Regions from separate parts of the Mus musculus genome. Here all the other regions are linked to region 1. The links are chromatin contacts, called in public Hi-C maps. All regions are on one chromosome and are shown on one strand. Each heading gives the region's core, a stretch centred on a gene start, on an enhancer-like site or on the middle of the called end of the contact. The rest is flanking DNA. Distances are from core to core; before and after follow the strand shown. Region 1 holds the start of Rbsn (rabenosyn, RAB effector). Region 2 holds the start of Sfxn5 (sideroflexin 5). Region 3 holds the start of Cct7 (chaperonin containing Tcp1, subunit 7 (eta)).

The links. A called contact is a pair of places that touch in the nucleus more often than the background predicts.
Region 2: a Hi-C map of B cells shows a contact between it and region 1, with 5 read pairs. The contact joins the promoter of Sfxn5 here to the promoter of Rbsn in region 1. A contact is called at or near these places in 2 of 484 Hi-C or Micro-C datasets (B cells and CD4 T cells).
Region 3: a contact with region 1 is called in a Hi-C map of CD8 T cells, with 10 times the contacts expected there. The contact joins the promoter of Cct7 here to the promoter of Rbsn in region 1. A contact is called at or near these places in 2 of 484 Hi-C or Micro-C datasets (CD4 T cells and CD8 T cells).

What each region holds. Positions count from the first base shown.
Region 1 is chr6:92,212,950-92,216,559 of GRCm38.p6, forward strand. Rbsn (rabenosyn, RAB effector) reads right to left here and starts at 1,921. Exons shown (of 12, transcript NM_030081.3): 1 at 1,762-1,921.
Region 2 is chr6:85,331,566-85,335,175 of GRCm38.p6, forward strand. Sfxn5 (sideroflexin 5) reads right to left here and starts at 1,857. Exons shown (of 14, transcript NM_178639.4): 1 at 1,743-1,857. The coding sequence starts at 1,850. Rab11fip5 (RAB11 family interacting protein 5 (class I)) reads right to left here. Exons shown (of 6, transcript NM_001003955.2): 6 at 3,397-3,610.
Region 3 is chr6:85,449,516-85,453,125 of GRCm38.p6, forward strand. Cct7 (chaperonin containing Tcp1, subunit 7 (eta)) reads left to right here and starts at 1,990. Exons shown (of 12, transcript NM_007638.4): 1 at 1,990-2,612. The coding sequence starts at 2,607. Pradc1 (protease-associated domain containing 1) reads right to left here and starts at 1,787. Exons shown (of 5, transcript NM_001163427.1): 1 at 1,598-1,787. The coding sequence starts at 1,664.

The DNA.
Region 1 (3,610 bases), core at 671-3,170:
GTATATATATATATATATATACCACACCAGAGTGTGCACACATCATACACACACACAAAATATTTTAACAAGTTAATGTCATTTTTTTAAACACCAAAAAGAAAAAATAACAAATACAAACAATAAGCCTTTCAACTTTTCTTTAAAGAGAAGTATTTAAAAAAAAAAATCAAGAGCCAGAGAGATGGCTCAGTGTAAAGGCACTTGCCACCTACCCTGAGTTTGATCACCAGAACTACATAAAAGTGGAAGGAGAGAATACACTTCTGAAAGTTATCCTCTGGCTTCCACACACGCCTGTCCTCTAGCCCCTTCACACAAAATAAATGTATCTTTAAATTAAGATTTTAAAAAAGAAGAAACTTATCAGTGCAGCTTGATAATATGTTCCAGCACTTTGAAAAGTCTGAGGCAGAAGATCCTCACTTGAATCTATGATTTCAAAACCAGTTTGGCCAACATAGCAAACTGTCGCTTAGTTTAGATGAATGGATGGATAAAATTAGTGAAAATTATATTTTGCATTTACAGTGAGTTGATGTGTTTACTAGATTTTATAAATTAGAACAGTGGGGCAGCAGGTCTGATGTTCTCTGCCCTTCAACAGAAAAATCTGATACTTAAACATTTCAGGGCTTAATAACTTACATTTTCTGTCTTATTGGACTACAGCAAAGTCACTGTTGATGTGACCCTGAAAGACTCCTAACCATTGAGAACAAGGATAAAATCATTTCACAGAAGCAAAGAAATCTGTTTCCAAGACTTTAGAGGCCACATATCACAGCACAGAGTGGGAGTTTGTGTAGCTAGAATTGTGGTGTGCTGCAGAGGGCACAGAGGAGGGTACCATCTGGTCCTCAAAGGTGAAGGGTGACAGCAACTCAGAAAATAAATTAAACAGGACGCTAGGTGCCTGTTATTTCCTTTAATTAAGAAATTTGACAGGCGTGGGAGGCAGAAGCAGACAGATACCTGTGAGTTTGAGGCCAGCCTGGTTTACATGTCAAGTTCCAGGCCAGACATAGATACATAGTGAGACCCTTGTCTTGAGATTAAATAAATAAATCGAGAGACTACACACATGCAGACCCATCCCGGAAAGCATCTGAGGCATCACTTAAACAGCCAGCCTCAGGTCCGACCGGTTCTCTCCCCAGCCAGTGGCTGACAGGATCCTCTGGGTGTGACAGCTGCCTCCTCCCCGCCTGCAACTCATCCTGAAGAAAAAGTCAAACAGAAGTCGTCCCCGTGCACCCTGGCCACACATCGCAGCTCAGTTCTCACCCTGGAGAAACGCCCCTTACTCAAGGCAGGCTCCCTCCAGGATGCCTTCACAGCAGCTGCCTGGGGTGCCATAGCCTATACACAAGTGAAGTGACTAACACAAGACAGCAGCCGGGAAGGAGAGCCTGGGATTTTCGCCATCACCACGAGAACTCGGAGAGCGGGATAATAGGGTTCCGCGAATGAAGTGGGGGACCTTAACATAAAGTCACTTAATTAGGTGCCACCACAAACCACCGCAATTGATGCCGCAACCAGAAGGCCAGTTGTGCAAACTCTCGCCTCCAGACTGGATTGAAAAACCCAGCCGGGGGGCTCTGTAGAGATCCGCACGGCCACGCGCACCCGCGGGACGCGACTCTGCGGGACATCACGCAACACGTCACGGCGCGGGCAGAGACCCGCGCGGCGCCGAGGCCCGCAAAGCCTCATCTCCCGACCGCATCGTCATCTCAAACCACACGTCACACCCACCTCAGCCACCGCCGCGCTCTCTGCGACACCCTTTCTCACTCCCTGCGGCTTCCGACAGGCAGTCGGCAGCCTGCCTTTCCACCTCGGGTTCTGACTGCCGGCCTACGAGGTTCCTCAGAGACCAGTGGCAGCCATCGCCATCAGTGGCTCGGCGCTCGACAGGCGCGCCGGGCAGAAACCGGAAGACAGACTGACACGCGGCGGTCGAGCGCCGAGTCCTCGAGCGCACTGAACCTGGAAGAGGATGCTGCGCAGGCGCTGCCGCAACGGGGCGGGCCCAGTAGGAGGAGGTAAACTGCGAAGTTCTCTCAGGTCCTAGCAACACATCGATGTGAAACCCTACACTCGCCCTTCACTCACCCTATAGGTGGGGAAACTGAGACTTTGGCTCTTAAATAATGTGCCTGCAGCGCTAACATTATTTAGAGACCGTTAAAAAGTTTCTGAGATTTTTGCATAAATGCCTTAATACAGCGGTTGTTCTTCCAAAGGACCCAGGTTTGAAAAACTGCTTGTCTGCTACCTATATGCTCTCTTCTGGAGTCCATGGGCACTGCACATGTGGTGCACAGACATGCAGGCAAAACACACATACAAAATTTTGTTTTTTTACTTTTTTGTTGTTGTTGTTAAAAAAAAGTTTCTGAGTGCGAGAGACTAAGTTATGTTCAGCACATTGAGGAGACAGAAAGACGTGGAAATTGAGCCAAAGAAAGTAGAGACGTTGAGGAGTCGTGTCAGGGATTGGAAGTTGGCTCAATTGATCCTGGTTGGGACTCAATTTCCACCACACACCCATGCCTGTAACACCAATACTCTAAGGATGGAGGCAGGAGGACCAAAAATTTAAGTTAATTTTCAATTACATAGCAAGTTCAAGGCCATACTGGGATACATGAAACTCCATCTCAAAAAAGCATAAAAAAGTATGAGGGTAGCTAGATCTCTGCAAAATAAGTGGCATTTATGTATGAGTCAGGGTTCTCTAGAGTCACAGAACTCTATAGTCTATATAGTAAGGGAATTGGTGGATGACTTACAGTCTGTAGTCCAATTCCCAACAATGGTCAGCAGCAGCTGTGAATGGAAGTCCAAGGATCTAGCAGTCACTCAGTCCCACAAGGCAAGCAGTTGAAGAAGAGAGTGTCAATCTTCCTTCTTCCAATGTCCTTATATAGGTCTCCAGCAAAAGGTGTGGCCCAGATTAAAGGTGTCTGCCACCACACCTTTAATCCCAGATAACCTTGACTTGGAGATCTTCCTGTCTTAATCTTCTGGAATTCATAGCCACTGTGCCTCAAGATCTCCATGCCAAGATTCAGGTCAGAAACTTCTATCTCAGCCTCCAGATTAGGATCACTGGTGAGCCTCCCAATTCTGGATTGTAGTTCATCCAGATATAGTCAAGTTGACAACCAGGAATAGCCCCTGCAATTTACAAAAGACAGTATGGCAGATCAGTCATGTCTGAACCTAGCTGTACCATGCAACAACCACAGGGTACAGAGACAGACCCATCTGTTATTGAGGTCTGTTTGCTTTATAGCCAGCACACCATCTAGACTGCAGTAACCTGGGCCCCAGAAGTGGGAGCTTCAGGGAAGATGCAGGTCTTTGGAACCAGAAAGTGGCCTCCATCCCTCCTGCCTCCATCCCAGCCTAGCATGGCTGTGGCACTTGACCCATTTGACTCTGGGAATGACTGTCTGAAGGTGGTCACAGTCTCTACTTCCTTGTGCAGATGAAATGAAGCCAGTCTCTTGGCCTAGGCTCCTTACCGTACCTCCTCAGCTCAACAGCATTGAGTATGGAGAGGACAACTCCTAGGGCTCCACAGACCTGAGCTCCT
Region 2 (3,610 bases), core at 607-3,106, 6.9 Mb before region 1:
CACTAGGATGCCAACATTGGAGGCCTCTGCAGAGGCCACTGCATACTCCACAGATGTGAACAGCTGCAGAAACTAATCCTCCCCAAACACACTCCACAAGAGTGAAGAGCCCAGGGCAGGAAGCCAATACAAGGTACTCAGTAAATGTTGGGTAGATGGATGACCCATGAGCCATCCAGATTCCAGATACCAGACACCAGACATTGGGGGAAAAGCCCTTACTCAGTTCGTGTTATTAAAAACCCAATTGCCTGGGGTAAGATCAACAACCACTTTTTATCCGGAAAAGGACCTAGGGAATACTTTGGAAGAGTAATCTGCATCTGCGAGGCTCCCACTGGGGGGTTCAGAGCGGAGTTTGGCGTTCTTGATAGGACAACTGGGGTGGGGGTTCCAAAGACAGCAAGTGTTTCCCAGTCGGGAGTGCAGGCTTACTTAAGGATGCGTAGAATGGGGGTGGGGACAAATGGAGGATCACTCAAGGTTAGGCACAAACACCCCTGACAGCGTCTCAATATTTGGTGGCATTTTACACTAGCTGGGACATTAAGTCTCTCCAGATTCCTCCATGCAGAGACATGTCTATTTTTGAAAGAAAACAAGTCCTATTTTAAAAAACTCTAGGGACGTATTCTCAGAAAGCTTAGTTCGACGAAGTTGGGGGGGGGGCTGAATTCGGAACCATTCTCACTTCTAAACCCAGCCACATCCCACCTTTGTAGCATTTTCTTTCTTCCTTCAAAGTTTTCTCTAGCACATCTGCTGTCCCCACTCCTGGCAAGCCCAGGGTCACTTCAGCTCTGGAAGCAGTCTGAGGGTCTGCGGCGTAATAACTAAGCTCCCATGCTCCTGGCTCACAGACCTGGACCTCCGGTTCCATGGCCGAGTTAGTGATACCCGGGTTTCTTGGGTTGGCGTGTCCCCAAGTAAGGTTAATCATAGTCACGGTGCACCCTGAAGAGCCCAAGCGGGTGTGGATGGGGGCCAGCGCTGCGCAGCGGCCGGGAGCAGCGCAAGTAGGACTGGGGCGCACTTGGGACCCTTGGGAGGAGAGCTCAGCTTCGGAGAATGACACAGCGTTTCCCCGCACCGGGCTCTCTCCGCGTTGTCCCAGCCGCATCCCCGCAGAACGCACTAGCTGTCCGGCTGGTCTCATCACTGAAGCCCCAGGCCCCCGGACAGAGATCAGGTCGCTGTACCGGTGCACGCGGTCCCATCCTAGGGCACACGCAGCACCTTGCTGGAGGTTGAGGAACCGGAGCATGACCATGGGGCGTGCCCAGGGAGTTTTGCCCGGAGACTGTCCCGCAGCTCACAAGAAAGGTCAGTCCCACTCGGGGAGAAGTTGAGGAGCATACCGGCCACACCACCGGCCCATGCATCACAAGACGGGAACTTTGCGCCTAGGGCGCATTTGCCAGAGCGACCCCTTCAGAGCCGCTCGGACCCTGGACCGCGACCCGCGTGGCCAATCATCGAGCGACTAGGACGGGGGCTGTGCCAGGGCGCGGGCATCCGCGGAATGACTGTGCCACCCGCCAATAGGAAACCAGAGAGGGAGACCTCGCCCATCCTGTTGCCCAATAGGAAAGGAGCGGCTACAGCCAAGGTCCCCGCACTAGCTGTAGGCTCTGGTGGCCGCGGGTTGGAGACCCTCGAGCTGAAGTGACTTTGCAAGAGATTTGGCTCCGTGCCCTTCCCTGTGTCTCCCTTCCACCCGCTCGTCGCATCCCGAACCTCACCTGCTGGAAGCGGGGCTTGCCCAGCTGGAAAGGGGGCGCATCTGTGGAGGCGTTCGGGGCACTGGCCGCCGCGGACGCCGCTGAGGCTGTGGTTGCTGTATCCGCCATGGCCACTGACGCCCGCAATCTCCAGCCCTTTTAAAATGTCCCTCCTCGGCCCCCGCCACAGTTGCCTCTCCCGATTGGCCGTGAGCAACCGCAGCGAACCGGGCGCGCAGGGGCTTCTGGGGAGTGTAGTTTTCCCCTGCTCTGAGCCTGACAACCTCAGACTGCAGAGAGTTGCACCCACGCAGACCTGGTCTTAGTTCCTACCGCTAAAGCAGCAGGCGTTTGCAGTCCTGAGAATGTATGCAAATGCATGTGCGGATATACGTGTAGGCCTGAGTCTTAGGACAAGGAACCCCTACAAACGCGGACACGACCCGGGATCAGACAAGCAAGGACTCCAGGCAGAGTGGGGTTAATTCGGATGGCCTTCAGCAAGGAGTCGCACTGCGGGATTTTCCTACCGTTTCTTCTATCAAAATCCTGGCTCCAGCCATTCTGCCACTCTCTGAAACAAGCCATGCTCACGCTGCTGTGACCCTTTAACATTCTGCTCATTTTTATCATGGCCTGAGGCGATTCTTTTTATAGGTTCCGCATACGCGTTCATCCGTTCCATCAGCCTACTTCCACAAAAATCCGCTTCCGGATTTTGTACCACGCAGCACTCTCTTGCCTCCTTGCATGTAACTCAGGCTAGCCTGGAACTATGTAGCACAGGCTGGCCTCAAACTTGTGATCCTTCTTCCTCTGCCTCCCAAGTCCCAGGATTACAGGTGCCAGCCAGCAGACAAACCATGAGCTTAAATATCTTTCCTACTGTATGGTGGGGGAGGGGGATGGATAAATCTTCAGTGCAGATATAGGAAGGTTGACACTAGGTACTCAAATGCTTTGGGTGACTTAAATATCCAGAGCTTAAGCATCCTGAGACCCTACTTCTTTTGATCTAAGGAGGTTTGGTCCAAGCCTAATTACTGAGGACCAGCAACAGGGGTGCACCAGGAGCTGTAGAGAATACCAAGGTAATAAACACCTCACCCCCACCCCCTGCAGAATGGCACCAAATGGCAACTGCAGCCCCAGCTAAGTGGTGTGGTTATAAGCCACACTGGGCATGGAGAATGGGGAGTTGATGGTTTCACCCAGGACATAACTCCTTGACTCTAGGGGAGCCTCTGTCTCATGGTGGGATTCAGAGCTAACTTGGGGTTGCCCTCTTGTCCTTCTGGACACAGCATGAGCCATTGGTGGCCCAAGGGCTCATTCACTCACTGATAGCTGACCCACATGGAATAGAACTCACAAATGACCCAAAGAACAGTTCTTATTTTTGGTTTGTATCCTACCTTTCCTTACTGAACTCAGTGGCTTCAGGACAGAAATCACAAAACTTGCCCTCTTTATCCACTCCCCCCACCCCGCCAGGCCCAACACTCAGTAAATATGCCTGTGATCAGTGCCCGTGAGCACAGGCATCCTAGGCACACGGGCCATGAGGCAGTGTTGCCTGTGATTTCAGAGCGGTAGCTCTGTCACCTGAGAACCACACTGCCCTCTCCCACAGGCGGTCTCCTTTGTCCGCTCATTTCAAAACAAACACACAAGCTGGCTGCGGTACGTGATCTTTTTATTCTTCATAAAGTGCTCAAAACATGAAGAACAAGCTCTTTATAGACAGGAGTTTCAACTAGGAGGACAAAGGGCAGAGCAGAGCTGTGCCTGCTTGCTGCCTGTCTGGCTGCACTCTGCAGTATGTGGTAAGGATCAGACAATGAACAAAACCCTGGCCTCAGTTCAGGACCTCTCTGCAGGACACCCCT
Region 3 (3,610 bases), core at 740-3,239, 6.8 Mb before region 1:
GGACCTATGGAAGAACAACTAGTATTCCTTTTTTTTTTTTTTTCCTCGAGACAGGGTCTCTCTGTATAGCCCTGGCTGTCCTGGAACTCACTTTGTAGACCAAGTTGGCCTCGAACTCAAAAGATCCGCCTGCCTCTGCCTCCCAAGTGCTGGGATTAAAGGCGTGCACCACCACTGCCGGGCACAACTAGTATTCCTAACTGCCAAGCTGTCTGTCCAGCTCTCTGCCTCTGTCCACCTGCCCCACTGCAAGAGCTTCAATGTCCCCTTCACCTACTAAAGTGTATGCTGCTGTTGGCTGTGGTGTAGAAAGCCCTGCCTGATTTGACTCCTATACCCACTCCACTCTTGTTTCCTCTTTCCCATGTTAAAGCTGTACTGGCTTTTCAGTGTCTTTATCTTTTTGGGTCTTCCTAAAAGTTTACCTGTCATTTCTCAGAAAGATGCTGCCTTATCCTTCCTCCACCCATTCAAAATATACTTTCTCCCAGCTAATACTTCCTCTGTAATTATGGTGGATTCATAATATTCTATGTCAGCTTCTTTCATCGCAGCAGTGATTCTAAGTATGTGGCTTTTTAAAAAAGACTTATTTATTTTATGTGAATACACGGTCTCTCTCTCTTCAGACACACCAGAAGAGGGCATCAGATCCCCATTACAAATGGTTGTGAGCCACCATGTGGTTGCTGGGACTTGAACTCAGGACCTCTGGAAGAGCAGTCAGTGCTCTTAACCACTGAACCACCTCTCCAGCCTTAAGTATGTGGCTTTATACAGAGATGAATCTCCAGTGCCTAGGACACAGTGGCTGCTCAGTAAAGGTTACTAAACAAAGAACTCTGCCCAGCTCTGCTGTCCTGAACAAGAGAATGGCCAAAAAAACCACGAGAGCTTTGCTAGGATATTTTTTCTCAGTTGGATTTGAGTCCCTGGATTCTTTAAACTTGCCAGAAAGGCAAGTAAATGTTGATGGATGGAAGCTCAGGTCTGTTAGTCAATCCAATTGCTGTGTCTATAATTGATCCTGTCTATGGTCCAAATTACAGCTCAGACAGAGCTAAGGGGGCTTGCAGCTTTTTGTCCTGAGTGTAGGTACACTTCATCAGATGGATAACCCCCCCCCCCCCCCAGGAAGCCTTCTGGATTAACACCAGGCAACCCTTTCCACAAGCACACCCCTGTCTGGCATTTGATGTGCTTATCTAATAAGCTTCGGGTATATGCATGTGTTCACTTAACGCGTAGGTGTGTACATTTATGTTCGAGTTGTGTAAGTGGGTGCCTGTGCGTGTGAGCCCATATGTGTGTTCCTGCCTATAAGAACGCTCACATCCTCCGTTCTGGATCTCTAGCTGTCACCAGGGTCGCCTTCAGTGGGAGGAAAGCTGAAAGCTCTTGTTTCGACGGGGAGGGGTGGGGTTGTCAGGTTGTGCCTACTCACTGACCCGGGAACCAGCATCCACCCGCTGCAGCCGTCTAGTCCCTGGATCTGGGCGGCCCAAACTCGCGGGGTCCCCAAGGTGACCCGTGGCCCCCAGCCCGGGAAGCGCGCACGCTGGATTCCCGCCCCGCCCGCCTGTCCGTCGCCGCTCACCGTGGGCCGCGACGCACGTGGGCAGCCAGAGCACGAGACAGCACCAGCCCGCGGCGCCACGGCTCATCTCCAGGGCCCGTCCCGCCGCCGCCGCCGCCGCCGTCCCGCCGCGATCCCTCGCCCGACTTTAGCCTGACAGCTGCCACGGCCTCCCTCAGGCCCGCTCTCCGCGCCGGTTGGAGCACAGAACGGAGGCCAGCGGCTGATTGGCCGCCACGCCTGTTCGTGTGGCCGCACTTTCCTCCTCTGCGCCCTAGGCCACTTCCTATTGGCCAGGAGAAGTGGAACCGGGCGCTGATTGGCCAAAACTCTTAATAGCAACTGCAGTTCGCGGCCCCGCCCCCGCACTCCTCCTTATAGACGCGCCTCCCGGAACCTGCGGTGGGCGGCTCGCGGGGTTGCGCGGGATCCACGGCTCTCCTCCCCAGGCAGAGACGGGCCTCGCGCGAAGGGGCAGGCGGCACGGCGCCGCCTCGGCCGATAAGGGGCGCTACAGAGCTAGAAGCCGACCCGAGCAAATTTCCTGCGCCCGAGCGGGCCGCGCACCTGTGACCCGGGACACTGTTCCCAACTTCCCAAGCTACCTGTGAAACTCACGGAGCTCCCTCGCCACGGAGCTGAGCAGGTGCAGTGAGATCACTCACCTAAGGTGCTTCTCCTAGCCGGTGTTCAGTACTGATAGCTCATTGCACGTCTACCATGGCGTCTGGGAGCGCGGGCTGAGGCGGGACCTTACCGCACCTTACAAACCAAAAGCACTGCGAGACTCGATGACCCCCGCCAAAGCTAACGCGAGTTCCTAGAGCGTCCCTGGACCTCCGACTCCTCTAGCCGGCTACCTCGGGAGCTAACCATAGAGTGGCGGAAGTGGTCCGGCCCCTTCCTCTCCCGGGCTAACGTCTCGCCAGAAGCTTCTGGGCATTTCTCCGGCGCGGAGCATTGTGGGCTTGGGTGGGCGGCCCCGAGGCGGACAACTGACGAGTTGCGGGTACCTGAAGCCGCTTCCAAGATGATGGTGAGTGTCTCTCCGCGCATCCGCTGCCATCCACGACCCTGCGGCCCTGGCCCGCCATGCGGAGTGTCTACAGTGGCTCGTTTCCGCTCCCCGGCCGGAGGCGGCCTTGATCCAAAACTGAAGCTGTTGGCGAGAGCCGAATGGGGCTCGCGATGCCGCTGGGCCTGGAAACCATGGATCTCATGGTGCTTGGGACCACAGACCTCTTGTTCAGCCTGTTCCCCGTAATGGAGGCTTGGGTTTTCGGAACCGAGTGTGTGTTGAGCTCTGTACCTCTACCATAAGGCCGGGTTACATCGCCCTGGGAGGTGCGGAAGTGAAGGCGCGAGCTTCTAGGCGCACAGAGGCAGCGTGAGGGTCTTTAGGTTGGGCCAAGTGACGCCCTGCCTGGCATTGTGGTCGTTTACGTTCCCGCATGTGGAAAGACAGAATCCTTCGTTCCTGTTGGAACCTGTTCGTTGGGGGCATTTTTAGTTCTCCCGAATGTACTTGGTGCTGGAAAAGGGCAATTGATGTACACAGTACCAAAGATGGGACGACCTGAGTACTTTAGGCAGGAGAGTCTCTTAAAGGTCTGCCTGTAATCCTCCTGCATCACCCTTTATCCCCGACAGCGTCAGATACCTCCCCTGTTCCCCTGTGATAAACCTGAGTTGTTAGTGAGCAATGTCAACTTCCAAGACAGAATCCTGTGCGTTTGGCATCAGCACACTCGTTAAGTTTTGCTTTTTAGTGTCAATCCTTTGTCTGCCTTTTGCAGCTTCTTCCTATGCGTAGATGCCAGACAGACTTGGAAACCTGTAAGGTCCTCCCTCTGCTACCAAATTACAGCTTCTCCTCCGAAGGAGTCCCTACAGAAGCATGTCCATGCTCCCTGACCCCTAGCGCTTGAAATTGATTTGGTCGGCGAAGACCAGAGCTGAGGCATAAATCCATGAGTCATATGTGCTGCAGTAAAATATGCATCATTGCTGCTGATATGACCAGTGGCCCAGCAT